3 separate regions of the Mus musculus genome follow, and all the other regions are linked to region 1. The links are chromatin contacts, called in public HiCAR-type maps. All regions are on one chromosome and are shown on one strand. Each heading gives the region's core, a stretch centred on a gene start, on an enhancer-like site or on the middle of the called end of the contact. The rest is flanking DNA. Distances are from core to core; before and after follow the strand shown. Region 1 holds the start of Hibch (3-hydroxyisobutyryl-Coenzyme A hydrolase). Region 2 holds the start of Pgap1 (post-GPI attachment to proteins 1). Region 3 holds the start of Ccdc150 (coiled-coil domain containing 150).

The links. HiCAR-type assays count read pairs that join an accessible place to other places.
Region 2: a HiCAR-type map of astrocytes shows a contact between it and region 1, with 4 times the contacts expected there. The contact joins the promoter of Pgap1 here to the promoter of Hibch in region 1.
Region 3: a contact with region 1 is called in a HiCAR-type map of astrocytes, with 2.9 times the contacts expected there. The contact joins the promoter of Ccdc150 here to the promoter of Hibch in region 1. A contact is called at or near these places in 2 of 39 promoter capture datasets (hippocampal neurons and liver) and 1 of 115 datasets of contacts at active chromatin or transcription factors (astrocytes).

Annotation. Positions count from the first base shown.
Region 1 is chr1:52,842,912-52,846,810 of GRCm38.p6, forward strand. It overlaps Hibch (3-hydroxyisobutyryl-Coenzyme A hydrolase), which reads left to right and starts at 2,127. Exons shown (of 14, transcript NM_146108.2): 1 at 2,127-2,233. The coding sequence starts at 2,199.
Region 2 is chr1:54,555,999-54,559,897 of GRCm38.p6, forward strand. It overlaps Pgap1 (post-GPI attachment to proteins 1), which reads right to left and starts at 1,686. Exons shown (of 27, transcript NM_001163314.2): 1 at 1,436-1,686. The coding sequence starts at 1,582.
Region 3 is chr1:54,248,661-54,252,559 of GRCm38.p6, forward strand. Ccdc150 (coiled-coil domain containing 150) reads left to right here and starts at 2,023. Exons shown (of 28, transcript NM_030025.2): 1 at 2,023-2,225. The coding sequence starts at 2,169. It overlaps Gm51622 (a long non-coding RNA gene), which reads right to left and starts at 1,953. Exons shown (of 3, transcript XR_003947818.1): 1 at 1,629-1,953. Gm25829 (a small nuclear RNA gene) reads right to left here and starts at 548; the gene lies at 442-548.

The DNA of each region.
Region 1 (3,899 bases), core at 877-3,376:
AGGCCACACGTCCAAATAGTGCCACTCCTTTGGGCCAAGTATGTTCAAATCACCACAGTGGACAGTTAAATATGGGGTTTATTTAATAAGCTGCTTTCCAGAACAGGTATGTTTTCACTGATATTTCTAGTTTGTGAGCATTCTCTTAATCAGATATTTTGTCTCAGAGGAAGACTGAGGGATCTGTAACTTTTCTGAAGATAATTAGCAATGTTTCGAAGCAAGTTCAGCTATGTAGAGTACTAAACTCTGGTCTTTCCTCAATGTCAAATGCATCTCATATGTTTCTGACTCAAAGAACATTTAATTTACTTAGTTTTCCTAGACAGGGTCTTGCTGTGTAGCCCAGGTGACCATTCTGTTTCAGGTTTCTGAGTGCTGGAATTATAGGTGTGTGTCATCGGGTCTGGTTTAAATTTACCTTTTCATTAAAAAATTATTAAAATTACACAGCCAGGCATGGTGGCACATGCCTTTCATCCCAGCACTCGGGAGGCAGAGGCAGGTGGATTTCTGAGTTCGAGACCAGCCTGGTCTACAAAGTGAGCTCCAGGACAGCCAGGTCTATACAGAGAAACCCTGTCTCAAAAAACCAAAAAAAAAAAAAAAATTACACAAACTCCTTCAGATCAATTAATACCTGCTGATTAAACTTAAAAGCCAAACATAGATAATCAACTGGGCATTTCAAGACAGCCTAGTCTAGGGAGCAAACTCCTTTCCTTTCCATTTTTTAAAGTAAAAACCACTACCGTATTTATTGTTTCTCAATATTACAAAGAAAAGGCAATGCAATCTTTTTACATTAAATGTGGTAGTAAAAAAATTATATTTAAAGGTTTTTGAAATTTCTTATTAGATATTTTCTTTATTTACATTTCAAATGTTATCCCCTCTCTTCCTTTCCTTCTCCTATGGAAACCTCCTATCCCCTCCCCCTTCCCCCTGCTTCTGTGACAATGCTCCCCCAACCAACCAACCCCCCTCTCTGGCTTCCCCATCCTGGCATTCCCCTACACTGGGGCATCCAGCCTTCACAGGACCAAGGGCCTCTCCTCCCATTGATGCCTGACAAGGCCATCATCTGCTACATATGCACCTGGAGCCATGGGTCCCTCCATGTGTACTCTTTGGTTGGTGGTTTAGTCCCTGGGAGCTCTGGGGGTTCTGGTTGGTTGATATTGTTGTTTGTCCTATGGAGTTGCAAACCAATTCAGCTCCTTCATTCCTTTCTTTAACTCCTCCATTGGAGACCCTGTGCTCAGTCCAATAGTTGACTGTGAGCATCCACCTCTTTGTCAGGCTCTGACAGAGCCTCTCTGGAGATAGCTGTATCAGGCGCCTGTCAGCAAGCACTTGTTGGCACCTACAATAAAAAGTCTCTGGGTTTGGTGACTATATATGGAATGGATCCCCAGGTGGGGCATTCTCTGGATGGCCTTGCCTTCAGTCTCTGCTCCACACTTGCCTCTGTATTTCCTCCTGTGGGTATTTTATTTCCTCTTCTAAGAAGGACCAAAGCACCCACACTTTGGTCTTCCTTCTTCTTGAGCTTCTTGTGGTCGGTGAATTGTATCTTGCCGAGCCTTTGGGCTCATATCCATACTGTGTGTTCTTTTGTGATTGGGTCACCTTACTCAGGATTGATACTTTCTAGTTCCATCCATTTGCCTAAGAATTTCATGAAGTCATTGTTTTTAATGGCGGAGTAGTACTCCATTGTGTAAATGTACTACATTTTCTATCTCCATTCCTCTGTTGAAGGACATCTGGCTTCTTTCCAGCTTCTGGCTATTATAAATAAGTTTTTCTACTTTTCTCTTTGCTTTGGTTACTCACCTCTCAGCTTTCGTCTTGGCTCCTCCTCTTCCTCCTCCCCTCACTAGTTAACGCCCCTAGCCAGGACCCGCCCCACCTTTACCCGGCCTGGCCCTGTCTAGTGTGGCCCTGCCCACTGCTCTTGCTGGTTTCCTAACTGCTCCTGTTTTGCCCCGCCCCGCCCCGCCCGGCCGGGCCCGTGAGCGTAGCGCAGCGGAAGTGTAGGCGTTGGGCCGCTCTGGCCCACCGGAGGACTTGTCATCAGTGACCCCGGCTCTCCTCTGCTCTCATCGGCTGTGGGCGGGGCTGTGGGCGGGTCTAACTACCAGAGCCGGTGGAACCACTACACTCTGCTTCTTCTGCTCTTGGGTTTTTAGGCCATGGGGCAGCCATATGCGTGGCGGCTCCTGTCGAGGTGAGTTGGTGAGCAAGGCAGAGCTAAGGGCCGGCTTGGGGGAAAAGGCTCACAAGTGTCCCCGCAGGTCTCGCAGATCTAGTCGCCTTTGTATGGCAGCCTCTGCTTTGCTGCCCCGCGGCGACCTCAGCGGCGATCGCAACGACATGCGTCCTCTGACTTTGCTCTTTTTCTTGCAACAGCACCTTCATTTTCCGTCCTCTAGCATCTGTTAGGCCTTGACGTCCCACAACTTTCTCCCCCCTCCGTTTGTCTCCTATTTATTTTCTTTCTTGGAACTGGGCGCTGTGTGGGGACGTGCCACCTGATTTACTGTGTAGGGTATTTTCTTAAGTCACACAGAAATGACAGGTTGTGTACCTGGGCTCCGGGTAAGGAACTTGATTATTTCAGCTAGCAGTAGTAGCAGCGCAGGCAATTGGAACTCACAGAATAATGTTGTGACCATTTAGCGTGGCTTGACCGGAGCAGTGCAGATATTAACTTTCTAAGAGTGTCTCTCACTGCAATCGGACCTTGGCAGAAGGAAATGTGGTAGCACCCATTTTAGGAGCTTTGGCTAGTGTAATTCCTTTTCCCCAGTACCATACGCAAAAACTTCAATTTCCCCCCTGTGGAACTCTTCACTGAAGTACTTTTGGGCGATGAAATGTGTGCTGTTAGACATCTGTGCAGTCTAGGAGCATCTCAGACGTGGAACGCACCCTTGTTCCGTCTGCACGTTTCTTATGCCTTACAGTCTGTTGTGGAAGGTTCCTGCAAAGGCATAGAATGTTTCTTAGTTCTAAATGAGTAGTTACCAGTGGAGTTAGGGAGATGGTTCCGCGGTTTTAAGAGCCTATACTGCTCTTAAAGGACTGGCTAAGAGGACAAAGTTCTGCTTCCCGTGTGGCTCATAACTACCTTTAACTCCGTCTCCAAGGAATCTGATAGTTTCTTCTGGATCCATTGGACACTTGTACTTACATGGGCATACATATATACATAGTTAAAAACACATCTTAAGCCGCGCATGGTGGCGCACGCCTTGAATCCCAGTACTTGGGAGATAGAGGCAGGGATTTCTAAGTTCAAGGCCAGCCTGGTCTATAGAGTGAGTTCCAGGATAGCCAAGGCTACACAGAGAAGTCCTGTCTCAAAAAACAGAACAAAACAAAACATCTTAAAAAGAATAGTGCCTTTTTAGCAGAAAGCACCAACGATACTCAGGTATTTTTGTTACATGTAGAAGTTGCCTTGCTTCTCTTTTTTCTTTTGTGGTGAATAATAGCATCTGCTCACATAATCATTGTTGTTGCTTCTTGATGATGGCAAATTCTAAATTATTTGGGAACAATAATTTAGAGGCATGTATATTAACAAAGTTAACTTCATCTAGAAAGATTCTGTCATTACTGTGGTTCAGCTTGTCCCTATTTCACTCCACATTTCAACATGTAAAGTGCCAGGACCAAATTGGACAGTACTGATCTGAGGTCTCCCTTTCCTAGATCCAGTCCTGGGATAGCAAAAGGGATTGGAGACAAGGTCATGCAGTCAAGAGGAGCGGATTCCACAAACCTGGAGGGAGATCCGGAGAGTTTCTGGAAGGAAAGGGGCGGGTGTGCCTTGGTTGATGTGATTGGCTAATGCCATTGAACTTAGCCTTCCTTTGCTCCTCTGGTGC
Region 2 (3,899 bases), core at 436-2,935, 1.7 Mb after region 1:
ACTGCAAATATTAAAACAGACCAAATAATTGTGGGAAATCTAAAAATAAATGGAAACTATTGTTCCAAAATGATTTTATTGTAACCACTGAATACAGTACTACACTAAAGCGACCTGCTTCAATATTACCGAGTTTTCAAATTATTAAATCATAGGCAATGAAAGAGAACTAAAATAAACTCTATTTTCAGTTTTTAAAAAAACCCTAAAGTTCTTATTTTTAACTATTAAGATTCTAATGAACATAAGCCAACATCATATCAGTTCATTAGCTTTGGAATTAACACTAACTTGTTAAAAATCTCCAAAAGCATCTGAAATGCAGTGTTCACTTTCCCTCATAACCACTGATGCAAAATCAAGGTAGGAACTCATCTACTAGAAAATATCCATGGGAAAGGATGCTTGCTCCTCAGCAACTTAAACTTCAGTTTTTAAATGTAAATAAGAGAGCATCAAACAGGCTCCCTCTATAAGGACCTGTACACAGACTCAATCCTGATTTTCATTCTTTATCGACAGAAAAAAAAATCTGCTATGATCCTAAAAGTATACTAAGAATGCACCTTATCAAAATGTATTATGCATATTTTATAGGAGTTATTATAATAGATATTCCAAAATTTAGATTCATTTAGAAATCTCAAGAAAAATATCACCAAAGGGAATTTCTCCTGACAGCTGTGTAATTTGTTATCATCTCTTTCTACTGCTGGTCATGAATGAAATTTTAGATTCTACTACGCGGAACAAATGAAGCAATTAATGAAAGCATTCAAATTAGAACAGAGGAGGTGGGGGGGGGCGATGAAAGAGGAGGCAGATCCTGTTAAACCCAGTGAGAAGACAAAATAACACCAGAATGTACATGCAACCGATTATAACAGATATCGTAATCGATTATGCAGGTCACTGACTGTTCAGAGGCATGCGAAAACACAGGTACGCACACTCACACACCCACGGACTCAAAACCTACAGAACAGGTGGATCGGCAAAATTCTCCACCGGAGGAAAACTAGATAGTTTTCAGTTTAATTATTAATCAGGCCAGTCTGTCACTTCACCCAGAGGTAAAACCTCAGAGCCTCTTTTTTAAATCAGCTTTGGCAACTCTGCAAGACGCTGCTTCTTTCCAGAAAAGCGAAATCTGACGCACGCCCATCACTGGGCGCGAAGAGAAATCATCTCCTTGCAAGCAAAGGAGGGTCCGGGAAGTATAAGGATTGGGGAGAGGGACCAGAGCTGGCTCTCTGGCGGTCAGAAGTCGGGGTCCGGAGTCTGGGTGGGGGACGAGGGGTCGCGGAGGCGAGGATGCCCTGCCCAGCACGAAGCAGGAGACTTCGAGTGCCAGGAGAGCTCCGAGTCGGAGCGTTCCATCTGAGCCCGAGAGAAGCCCGGGAGGTGTGGGCGCGCAGGTAAGGGAGGGCCGTACCTGGTACTCGGGGTACTCGAACATGTAGCTCATGCTGCACTTGTTTTCCTCGAAGCCGAAGAAGACATCCCACAGCCCCAGGGTCGCCAGAAACACCATGAAGACATAGAACGCCAGATTCCAGAGGTTGACTGAGTGGAGAAACATGGTGCAGACGAGCGCCTCTACACCAGGAGAAGCTCGGCAGCCTAGACAGAGCGAGGGAAAGACTCCGGTGCCAAGCCGTGCCCAGCTGAGCAGCGCGCGCCTGCGCGGAGCCCGCCAGCACCCCCTCCCCTTCGCCTGCCGCTCAGCGCGCCTGCGCAACTGCGAGCAGCCGGCCCGCGGTGCCGCCCACGGAGGAGGGGGCTGTGGGCGTTTGCAGCGTGAGCGAGATTGTGTGCCTAAAAAATGGAATGAGAAAGCGGAGTGGGCTGGGCTGGAGGGCATGGAGAGAAAAGGGAGGGGGCGAGAGGGGCGGGGGGACGGGGAGTGGAGGAAGAAAGGGAGAGGGGGATGGGAGCGCGGGATCCCAGAGGCAGGAGAGGGAATGGCCGGGTGGGTACCGCAGGAATTGGCCAGGGGCAAGGATAACGCCCTAGAGTCCAGAGACTGTTAGAGATTCAGAGCTAACTGGCCAAGAGAGGCGGCACATCAAAGGCGTGTCAGGTGGCTGTCACGCACACCTTCCCCTGCAACAGTTTCAAACCCCATCCTGTTCAATTTTGAACCATCTCGGGCCTCCGCAATTTCGCTTCAAGGACCAACTAGCTTGATTCCAGAAGAGACAAATGGCTTTCCCCCTTCCTCTTAGACCACCGACTTGGGCCCTGTAGGTAGTAACAACACCTGCTCATTGAAACAAAACACACGACAGTCAAAGGAAATCCTGTTCTTGGTGGAAGCCTTAATCAGACGAAGTCTAAAAAAAAAAAAAACAATATAAAAATACCTACCAACATGATGTTCCCAGTTGGTACCTGCAGGACCAGGTCGGCACTGACTTGAGGTGCTCTCCAAGTCCCCCATGTCTCTGGGGACTGGTTCCACAATGACGTTAGAAGAGAATTTTGCTCAAGCTTCCACTCTTTCTCATAACTTAGTTCATTTTGAAGAATTTCCATTTGTCTTTACACAAAGGAAGGGGTTTTAAAAAAGCAAATTAAACCCATTGATAATACTTGTAACAGCTTCGAAACGCTGAAATGTTATGAGGTGTCAGCCCTTAAAGCTAACCAGACAGCAGATGAGTTTTGTGTGTGTGTGTGTGTGTGTGTGTGTGTGTGCGTGTGTGTGTGCACGTGCGTGCGTGCTGCTAACTTCAGAATTTTACTTAGAATGATCTTTGGCACTGACTCAATTTTATTTTATTAGATTAATTTTCTAGCAAATATTTTGAGGAAAGCTGGATAGGATGCATGAAATCAAAGAATTTCAAGACCGAAAAGGAAGCTAATTGTTTATCTTATACAAAACCCTGCTATTCACATCAAGAAGCTACAATCCAAAGGTAAAAGGGTAACAATTTTTTTAACCCTAGACAGAAACACTTGGATATCTAAGCAAATACACCTAGCTACAAGATACGGACTATTTGTAAAGAGAGGACTGGGAAAATGGACTGGTGAGCTGCTTTGAGGTATGGAGGTAGATTTGGAAGGGCCAGGAAAGTCTGGGTAATACTGAGTAGCAGGGCAATAGTTAGCTAATAAGCATTTAAGGCATACCATGTATGTTTTGGATGTTGTGGTGTGCCCCTTGGTATAGGAGTTATTTGTCCTATGCTGTGATGATACCCTGGGACAAACAACTTAAGGAAAGGTTTGTTTTGGCTCACAATTCCAACATATCGTCCATTGTGGCAGGGTATTTATGGCAGCAGAGCCTGAGGCAGCAGGTCAGTTTTCAGCTGTAGACAGGAAGCAAAGAGAGGTGCATGTTAGGGCTCAGCTCCCTCTTTCCATTTTTATCTGGTTTGGAAGTTAGGGTGAGTTTTTTTTCTATTTTAGTTAACTTAATCTAGAAAATCACTCCCAGACATGTCTCCAGATTTGTCTCCAAGGTCTTTGTAAATCCCATTCAGTTGACAAAATTAACCTTCTTCACAACTCTACCCCTTGTCAACCTGACAGTCAGTGTTACTATTAAACAATTACCTTCTAGGATCCTAGCCATCTCATGATACAGATACATTTAGTACAACTTCAAAAGTCCCCATAATCTTTGACAATCCCAATGCTAGTGAAAAGTATGTTAGAACTAGATACTAGAAGACACTGGATTCCCCCTGGAAGTGGAGTTCTACTGGAGTTATAGACCATTTTGAACTGTCGCAGACGTGCTAGGAACCAAACACAGAGCCTCTGTAAGAGAAGCAAAGTGTTCTTAAGCAAGTCAGCTCTCCAGCCTCATAGCCTCTCTCTTGAGTCAACTCCACACCATGCATGCATCCTCGGCAGACATCTCATAATTCTGACATCTCCAA
Region 3 (3,899 bases), core at 773-3,272, 1.4 Mb after region 1:
ATTGTTTCTTCCTGTTATTTTTGTTGTTAAAGTTGGCATTCTGTTCTTGTGGCTGTCTTCTTTTAGGTTTGTTGAGGAATTACCTTCCACCTTGTTTTTTCTAGGGCGTTGTTCCCGTTCTTGTATTGGTTTTTTTCTGTTATTATCCTTTGAAGGGCTGGATTCGTGGAGAGATAATGTGTGAATTTGGTTTTGTTGTGGAATACTTTGGTTTCTCCATCTATGGTAATTGAGAGTTTGGCTGAGTATAGTAGCCTGGGCTGGAATTTGTGTTCTCTTAGTGTCTGTATAACATCTGCCCAGGCTCTTCTGGCTTTCATAGTCTCTGGTGAAAAATCTGGTGTAATTCTGATAGGCTTGCCTTTATATGTTACTTGACCTTTTCCCCTTACTGCTTTTAGTATTCTATCTTTATTTAGTGCATTTGTTGTTCTGATTATTAAAAATATGGAACGCTTCACGAATTTGCGTGTCATCCTTGCGCAGGGGCCATGCTAATCTTCTCTGTATCGTTCCAATTTTAGTATATGTGCTGCCGAAGCGAGCACAAGTCAACATTTTAAAATTAGTTGAAAATTTGGAGGGAGATCAAAAAAAATAAAGTGTGTCTAGTCTCTTCAAAGACAACATTAGAAGCAGAGTATGGCAATATATGTTTGAAACTATCATTCAGGAGGTTGAAACAGGAGAATTTTCTTGAGTTCAAGGCCAACCTAGACTATATTAACATGACTCTCAAAAAGTAAAAACCCAACAAACAAATAAACAAAAATATCCACCCAAACCAACCACAAAATTAGATGTTGAATGTGATGAATTTTCAATTAAAGAGAAACCGAATCTCTAGCTGATAAATTTATTATCAATATTGAAAATTTTAAATCCATTTCTCCAACTTTGCAATTGTTTGACCTAAATTCTTACTTGCCAGGTGATGGACACAAGAAGTGAAAGGCACCGACTTAATTCAGTTTAACTCTCTGACTACTGCCTAATCGGGAGACGTGAGCTTGTGAATTTTCTCATCTCACCAAAGCCTGAGGCTTTTCTGGGGAGTGCATACATGTGTCCTTCATCTGTTCTACAGAAAAATCTTGTTGAATGGAAGTGAAATCATATATACACTGAAAATTACCAGCTTTTTTTTTTTTTTTTTTTTTTTTTGCACTAATGCGTTTTCATTTTTATGTTTAAAGTTGTTTTTGAACAAAGGCATTTCTTTTCATGGGTCATTCACAGTCTTATGAATGTCTTAACAGCTGTGGCTCAATGGGCAGGTATCCTCCCCCCTGCTCAGGAGGCCCCAGTCACCAAAAGAATCAGAATAGCATTTCTGTCAAGACACCTGCGAAGTGACAACTCTCAGACTCAACTCTCAGACTAGGTTTATCAGGTTTATTCCCTCAGCCAGAAGGAAGAGCTTTGATTGCCCTGTGTGGGGTACCAATCATTTGGTCCTGTGTCCTGAAACTCAGGTGAAGTTGAATACCACGTTCTTAACTATAGGAGGGTTTTCACGAAGTGTAAACACTTTTAAGGCAAAACTGAAAAACATGACACCTTTTTTCTCCTTCCCCGGCTTTTCCCTTCTTTCCCTTCCTTCCTCCCTTTCCACCGGCTTCGTTTACCTGTCAACAAGGAATCAAAATCTACGCTGAAGAGACAGAAGACTAGAGAGTAGCGTCTGCGTGGCTTACTCTCTACCTGATCGTTATGAAAGAGGACCGAGTGGATTCTTTTGACAAGAACGAGCTGATTTTTTTTACATTCTTGTGTTCATTAACAAAATATTTGTTAGTTTCTCATAGTTCATACGTTATTTGGTCCTCTGGTTCTCCAACAACTGAAAACATCTGATCTTGGCCTCTTCTTGCTTCCTGCAGGGTGCGCCTAGTAATTAGGGCAAAGCCGACCCAATCGAGGAGAGGGCAGCAACTACGTTTCCCAGCGTGCTCTGCTGGAAACACAATGGAGTTTGGCGTCATCCGGGTCACGTGGTCTCGCGTTTCCCGGAGCACTGAGGGATTCCGGCCAGGGTCCCTCCCCAAGTGGAGGGCCCTGCTGGGCCGGGAAAACTACACTTCCCGGCATGCCTCACCTCGGGTGCGCCTGCGTGCCGGAGCAACCCTGCTGGCGAGCGGGTTGGTTTAAAGAGCTGTTTTAGTTCCATGGAAACAAACTTGCTGCCTGGAGGACCGAGCTACGGGCTGTTGGATGAATCAGGGGTGAGGCTGCCGGGCCCACACAGGAAACTGAGGTGGGCGGCTTAGGGGGAGAGACCACGCCTCAGAACAAGGTTCCTTTCCCTCCCAGCCCGAGTCCAGTCCGGCCCTGGAGACCTCTAGAGCCTCGGTTTACCTTGCTTCAGCACCCTGCCTGGCTGTGAAAACAAGCCAGGTTAAGTTGGCCTTGGTTGGACCACAGCTGCAGAAGGGTGGCCAGCCGCTGAGACCTCTACTTTAGTTGCTGTTCCCCATTTAGGTATACAGTTAGTTGAAGGTTCCTGGCGAAGGCTTTTTCAACATTAAGGCATGGTTTTCTGCCACTTGTTATCCTCCCTGGTTTGCTTCCTGGACGTGAGGCGTCTCCATTTGTATTTGTACACTGTTTCTTGCTTGAGCGGAGATAGATGTTTGTTAAGTATTGTCGTGTTTGGCACCCACAACAGCCAAGATACTATGCTAGGCTCAACAACACCAACAAAAGGATTGTAACCCTACGTGAATCAACGTGGGTCAAACACAGATTCTTGGGGTTTTGTTGGTTGGTTGGTTGGTTGGTTTGTGGACTTCCCCCGTGCTAGGGAATTATACACAGGGACAAATAAAGGGCTATTTTAAACTAGCTGCTTTCCAGGCACCATTTGGGACATAACACACACCCGTTTCCTTCCTCCGACAGAAATTGCATGCTCCGCGACAGTAAGATCCATTCTGATGCTGACAGCAGATATCTAGAAACCCTTTAGAGACATGAATACAAATGTGGTGTCTCTCAGTCTATGCTACAAATGCCATAGTACGATTAATGCCAATAACCCCTTTTGCACACGACTTGGTCCATGGTTTGATGAAGACAAGCAGGCACTTCACCTGCATAGGACTAAATTCTATTTTGTCATCTGAAGAGAGAGAACTGAAGCCAGAAGGTAGAAAGGAACATACAAGACCTAAGATGGGAGGAACCTGGGTTATTGCACAGCGGAGTGCCTGCCAAGACCATTTGGTAGTGTGTGCCTGTAATTCTAGCCTTGGGAGGTAGAGACCTGAGGAGAAGTTTAAAGTCATCCTCACATCGAGTTTGAGGGAAGCTTGAGCTACACAAGACCCTGCCTCAAACCTAAAATAAGTAAATAAATAAACCGTAATGAGATGCATTTATGTATTCCTTCCTTAGCAGACCCTTCCTGGTAAGCTTGTGTGTTTTTTGAGATCCCAGAAAGGCAGCTTTTTTCTTTTGCTGCCTCCTTTCTCCCTTTTTCTGGTTCTGACACCAGCCAAAAATTTGCCCTTAACACTGGTCTCTGGAGAGGCCTTACTCCAGCGACCTGGGTAACTCCTCGTGCACTCCCGTGGACAGGCTTGTCTTCTGTCTTTACTTTTTGACTCAGAAGCATAGCTTTCTCATTCTCCCTTTCCCTCCCCTGACCTCCCCCCCCCCCCATTTTTTTCCCTCTTCCCTTTTCTTCCTTTCTCTTCCCCTCTGTGTGTGTGTGTGTGCACTCGTATGCATAGGTGTATATGTCTTTGTGTCTATTTGTTTGCGTCTACATGCAGGTCTTTCCTGAACACTCCTTACATTATTTTGAGATAGGACCTCTCACTAAGCCTGGAGCTTACCAATTTGGCCTGCATAAGCTATGGCATCATGAAACCACCAAACTGGGCCATTTTGTGGCA